2 separate regions of the Mus musculus genome follow, and region 1 is linked to region 2. A link is a contact called in public Hi-C data. All regions are on one chromosome and are shown on one strand. Each heading gives the region's core, a stretch centred on a gene start, on an enhancer-like site or on the middle of the called end of the contact. The rest is flanking DNA. Distances are from core to core; before and after follow the strand shown.

Evidence for each region. Hi-C and Micro-C count contacts between places; a contact is called where the count stands out from the background.
Region 1: a contact with region 2 is called in a Hi-C map of Th1 cells, with 2.2 times the contacts expected there. The contact joins the enhancer-like site here to the promoter of A630001G21Rik in region 2. A contact is called at or near these places in 1 of 39 promoter capture datasets (macrophages), 2 of 15 datasets of contacts at CTCF or cohesin (the NIH/3T3 cell line and pro-B cells), 44 of 484 Hi-C or Micro-C datasets (B cells, CD4 T cells, CD8 T cells and 28 more), 14 of 115 datasets of contacts at active chromatin or transcription factors (the 230-238 cell line, CD8 T cells, the HPC-7 cell line and 9 more) and 3 of 9 other capture datasets (adipose tissue, liver and pancreatic islet).

What each region holds. Positions count from the first base shown.
Region 1 is chr1:85,702,022-85,704,721 of GRCm38.p6, forward strand. All of the region lies in intron 17 of Sp100 (nuclear antigen Sp100), which reads left to right. Among named protein-coding and RNA genes, the nearest start is that of A630001G21Rik, 33 kb to the right of the region's middle. Within about 2 kb of position 1,405, at least 275 of the 459 cell types and tissues checked have an H3K27ac peak or open chromatin away from gene starts, as enhancers often do. A contact at or near this core is called in the 230-238 cell line, B cells, CD8 T cells and 29 more, where this site is marked.
Region 2 is chr1:85,735,219-85,737,927 of GRCm38.p6, forward strand. A630001G21Rik (RIKEN cDNA A630001G21 gene) reads right to left here and starts at 1,388. Exons shown (of 6, transcript NM_177055.3): 1 at 1,254-1,388.

The sequences.
Region 1 (2,700 bases), core at 155-2,654, 33 kb before region 2:
TAAAGCAGATGCTGAGTCTGCTGGTCCGTGGGGCACAGCTTCAGATACACAGGTCTCACCTGATGACCGTGCATTAGAACCCCTCAGACTATCCAAGCATCCAGCTCAGTGAACTGAAATTGCTGGTGATGGGGTCTGAGATGTGGGTCTTCTTCCTCTGTGTTAAGGATCAAACCTAGGGCCTCATTCATGTCAGGCTAAACATTCTGCCCTGGAACGACACTCTTGAACCTTGAATTTATTTCTCGTTCCACGAGTGGATTTTAGTCTATAGCATGTTGAAGACTATTACTAAATAAGAGAACAAATTGCTTGTTTAAAAGGGGGGTCAGGGATGGAAAAATCGCTCAGCGGTTAAGAGCACTTAGTGCCCTTCCAAGGACCTGGGTTTGAAACCCAGCACCCACATGGTGGCTCACAGCCACCTGTAATTCTAATTCCAGGGAATCAAATTTCTTCTGACTTCTGAGGGCCCCAGGCTCACAGGTGGTATACAGACATACATGTAAGAAAAACATCTGTACACGTAGAGTTAAAATAAAAAACTAAAGGGACAAGAGCCTATGCTCTTAGTGGTAAGGTGTTTGCCTGGTGGTAGAGTACTTGTCTAGCACATCAGGTGGCCTGGGTTCAAACCCCAGCACCATGGATGGATGACCACTATAAAGGGGGGCTAGGGTGCATGGTGGTGTACCTCAGTGGTACAGTGAGTGTCATGGCCTGGATTCCTTGCCCACATTAAAGAGGCAAACCTCAGGCCTCCCAAGGACTCTAGACAATGGAACCCCATGTGGATTTGTCTGGGTGCTGCTCTTTCTCGGGACTCGCTTGAAGTGTTTTTAACAGGATGATGAATCAGAAACCTTGGCCCAACGACCTGAAAATAGTCACAACACCTGCCATTATAAAAAGCAAGGACTACTCCAAGATAGATGGAGATATGTGCCCCCAAACGTGGTAGTTTTTGTGTCATAGTAAATCTCTGAAAGAAGAAATTACAAATTATGATTTTATTCACTTCACCTATGAATTGTTAGATTTTTTTTCTTTGACCCCATCAGGGTTTTCACATCAAGATAATCTCTCTCTCTCTCTCTCTCTCTCTCTCTCTCTCTCTCTCTCTCTCTCTCTCATGTGTGTGTGTGTGTGTGTGTGTGTGTGTGTGTGTGTGTCAGTGTCACAGATATACAGGCCATATCAGACCACATTAAAAGCACATAAACGCAGGTTTATTAGATTCTGCTCCCAGGCAGGCAGGCTCATCAGTTCCAATGACGAGAACTGAGGAAGTCATGTGCCCAGGTTAAGGTGGGGGTGGGGGACAAGTATAGCTCTTTAGGTGAGGGGTGATAAGCTGGGCTTGTGCCCAAGTATGGTCAAGATATGAGCGAGCACTTAGGCAGGGATTGGGGTGGCTGGCAGCATCCGGGGAGGAGGTTACGACAGCTGCCAAGAATGCAGAACTGGACTCTTGGCGCCTTTCCGTTGTTTGGAGGCTTCCTCGTGCGGGTAGAGTTGGGGGAAGAGGGCAGCTTGCTTGTACAGGGATGAGCGGAGATTCCAGACAAGCGTAAGGAATTCTGCACCCCGAAAGCAGCAGGCCCTTCAAAAGCTCAAGAATGAGATGAGACTTAGAAATTGAGATAGGCATGATTGGTGGAGGGCTGTGTCTGAGGCACGGGGTGGGCGGAGCCAAGCGTCACATCCAGGCTTCGCATATGATTGGTGGAGGGCTGGGAGTCTGCGACACGGGGTGGGCGGAGCCAGGGTTCACACCCAGGTTTCACATATAGGCTGTTAGAGGCTAGAGAACCGTTGTAAAAGAGGAACAGTCAGTGTTACAGAACGAAACAGATTCCCTAGAGAACAGGTTATGAATGTAGCAGGCCCAAACCAAGGCCAGAATATAGATCTGAAAGTCTAGGGGTGGGGTGGTCATGGGAGGAGCTATGAACATTAGGGCAAATGAAATGAGTCAAGGGTGCAGGACAGAGCCCAAGGAATCCCCACATTCTAATAGCAGAGGCTGATCTTCAGCCCTGGGTGGTTCCCCTGGCCACGTGCCTTGAACATTAGAAACGTGACCTTGGAAGGGGAACCAGAACCCAAGCTAGCCCTGGCTACATGAGGCCCCTCTTTAAAAAAAAATAATGATGATGAAGAATTAATTAGCTAATGAATTAAGCCAGATACAACATTATATTTTGGAGTCAGGCTTTCCTGAATAATAAATTTATCAGACTATCTTTAATTCAACTTTCTTGCTACTGTTGTTATTACAACAGTATTTCTGTTATTTCACTCTCAGAATTTGCTGTCTTCACAATATAAACTTTTCTAGTCTGACATAGCCCAACAATTCTATGAACTTTATTTCATACCAGAATGTCTTCTAAAATCTCTGTTCAATAATACTTCTTAGTATTTTGAGGAGATGGGCTGGAGAGATAGATCAGTAGTTTAGAGCACTGGCTGCTCTTCCAGAGGACCCAGGTTCAATTCCCAGCACTGACACACCAGACTACTATCTCCTGCAATCCAAGTCCAAGGGCTCAGATTCTCCCTCTGGCCTTTGTAGGCGTGTGTGAGTGTGTGTGTGTGTGTGTGTGTGTGTGTGTGTGTGTGTGTGTGTGTGTGTTAATGCACACACATACATATATACATATATGGTGTTTGTGAATGTGTATGTAAATGTGTATG
Region 2 (2,709 bases), core at 138-2,637:
CATTTTTGTGGGCCGGAAAAGCCCAAACTATTAGAATATGGTGGGAAGGGCTGTTGGAAATTCTATAGTGGTTGTTGAATCAGTAATTGTTTTGGATAGTGTTGACATAGCTGGACAAAGGCAAAATGGGACCCAGTCGGAGCAAAGGCTTGGCAGATCACCCCAGCTTTCTATTCTGCTGGATTATAGCTTCTACCAAGAATCAGTCTCTCCAAAACAATGCTGGGTATTGGCAAAGAAAGATTTCCGGGGTCCCTGCCCTCCTCCCTCGATTAGGCCACGACTGGATGTGGGCAGGGCTGAACTGGAAAGTCAGGGTCTGAGTACACTTTTGAAATTTAACGATTTTTAACAGAAAAACGAAACCAGGAATTAAACTTGGACAAAGAAGTGCTAAGCCTTCATCCTAGCCCTTAGCTCTTCCTCTAGAAGCAGGAACTTGCTAATGTCCTTTCCTGAACGGTAGTTGGTCCATCCCAAACCACACTGCCGGTGCGATAAAAATGAGCAAACACATATAGACAGCTTCAGGGGCTAGCAAGTGGCACCTCCTCTGCTTGCCCCCCACCCCCACCTCCTAGCCTTACCCCCACCCCCGCCAACCACAACCCTACCCCAGGAGGAGCAGCGCAGGGCACTAAGGGGAAATCAGCAGTGGCCCCCTGGGGGCAGACTCCACCCCTTCCCTCCCTGAAGGATATGACCTCAGGCTGGGTGCTCCCCTGAGGCTGGTCCGTAAATGGCTCCGGTCCTGACCCTCTTACAGGAAGGAGTACAGGACATAGCAGCCCAAGTGTACCACTTTGGAACCCTTGAGATGAGCAAGGAGAAACAGCACGTGTTGGAGACTTTCTCTGAAAGCCCTCTTCTGCCTAAAGGCAGGTCTTTTGAGAGAATTCCCTTACAGCAGTGCTTCCCTGAGAGTTCCATAGAAGAGTGATTGTCTCATGCCAGGAGAGGAAGCTAGAAGTCAGCTCTCTCAGAGAAACTCTGTCTCAAGCCACCATCCATTCTATCTGTTTGTTTTCACCTAAAACACTTCACAGGCTGCCTAACACCCCTTCCCCTTCCAAAAGAATGCTTAAGCACCTCTCTTGTTCGTTAATAAGTTTGCTCTCTGTGGTGCATTAATCTGTCTGGTATCGGGCTATTTCATAGACTCATTTAAGGAGTCCTCTGGGAGTCAAGGCCTCCCTCCCTCCTCTCCCTCACTTCATCCCAAACACCCTTCCACCTCCTCCCCAGTTAGCTACCTTGGGTCTGGGGGAGTCCGCAGGGGACACCTTCAGCCTTCCTCACGGCGGGCGTCAATTGTGGTCAGTAGCAAGTACAGAAAGCAGAGCGAAAGCTAGGACCTCGATCTGGGGTGGGTTTAGGGAAAACTTTAGTGAAATTTGCATTCACTTCCTCTGTGTCTCCCTGTACCACGTTCCCTCTCTCGGGTCTCTGCAAAGTCTATCCTGACCTCTGGTGGTAGCACTTGGTTACTGCACCTTTAGAAATACAGGTTGAGAGGCCTTCAGCCTGAAACCACTTGGACCATAATCATATTTAGCTTTCCAGCTTTTGGAGATTTGATGATATTTGCTTTACACATAATGAAATATTTTGAAGGTGGGACCTGTAGCAGTTACTCTTCTGCTGCTCTGATAAAATACCACACTCAAGGCATCGTAAAGGAGAGTTTATTTGGGCTTTTACAGTTCCAGAGGGGTAAAAGTCCAACATGGCAGAGAATAGAAACAATCAGCCGCAGTCACGGTACAGGAACAACGGAGCTCGAATCTCTTACTGCAGGAATGGGGGTGGGGGACTGGAAACGGTGTGTGCCTTCGAAACCTCAAAACTCCGAGATGTACTTCCTCAAGGTACACCATGTCTAATCCTCCCCCAAACAGCACCTTAGACTGGAAACCTCACACCCAACCACCTAAGACCGTGAGAGAGGGACATTTTCATTCAAATCACCACACCCAGAAATGTCAGACTTCGTGGAGCTATCACCAAAATATTCCCCAGTAAGTGATCACCATGCAAGAGTACTCTAGAGAGTACTAATATAAAATTACAATGGAGCAAGTTGTTGGGGTCCAGGAGTCGCCCCACAAACCACAGAAACACCTATCTCAGTTAAACAGGGATGGCTTATTGAACACAAGACTCATCCGCCAGGACGACAGCTCAAAGATACACACTGGACATTTCTCAGGAGAGACTTATAACAAATAAAACTGCAAAACCCACAATGAGTTCACAGGCAGGACCTAGAAGTGCTGCCCAGTAGTCAGCCCTGACTCAAACCATTTTAGACATAACAGTTCGTATTGACCTTTAATTTGATGAGTCCTACCTGAAGCTTATAGTTGTGGAATATCTTAAGATTAGCAAACCTCTTAACGTACAGAACATAACAGAGTATGTGGTCAGCATGGCCCTGCTCTGAGGGGAGTCGTTTTTTCTGCATCAATAACTGGCAGGCACATTACAGCAATGATATGTCTTAGCTGCTTAGTTGGCTGGCATGGAACAAACTGGCCACAGCTGTGCTGGGGGCGGTAGGGGCAGCCTTACCAGAAGTATTAAAAAAAAAAAAAAAAAGCCTTTTCTAAGCCCAACCCTTCCTCTTGATCCCCTCCAGTCTTGCAGAGACTAAAAAGAAACAATGATACCAAAGAGAAGACACCAAGCAAGAAGGAAAAGCAGTTAGCC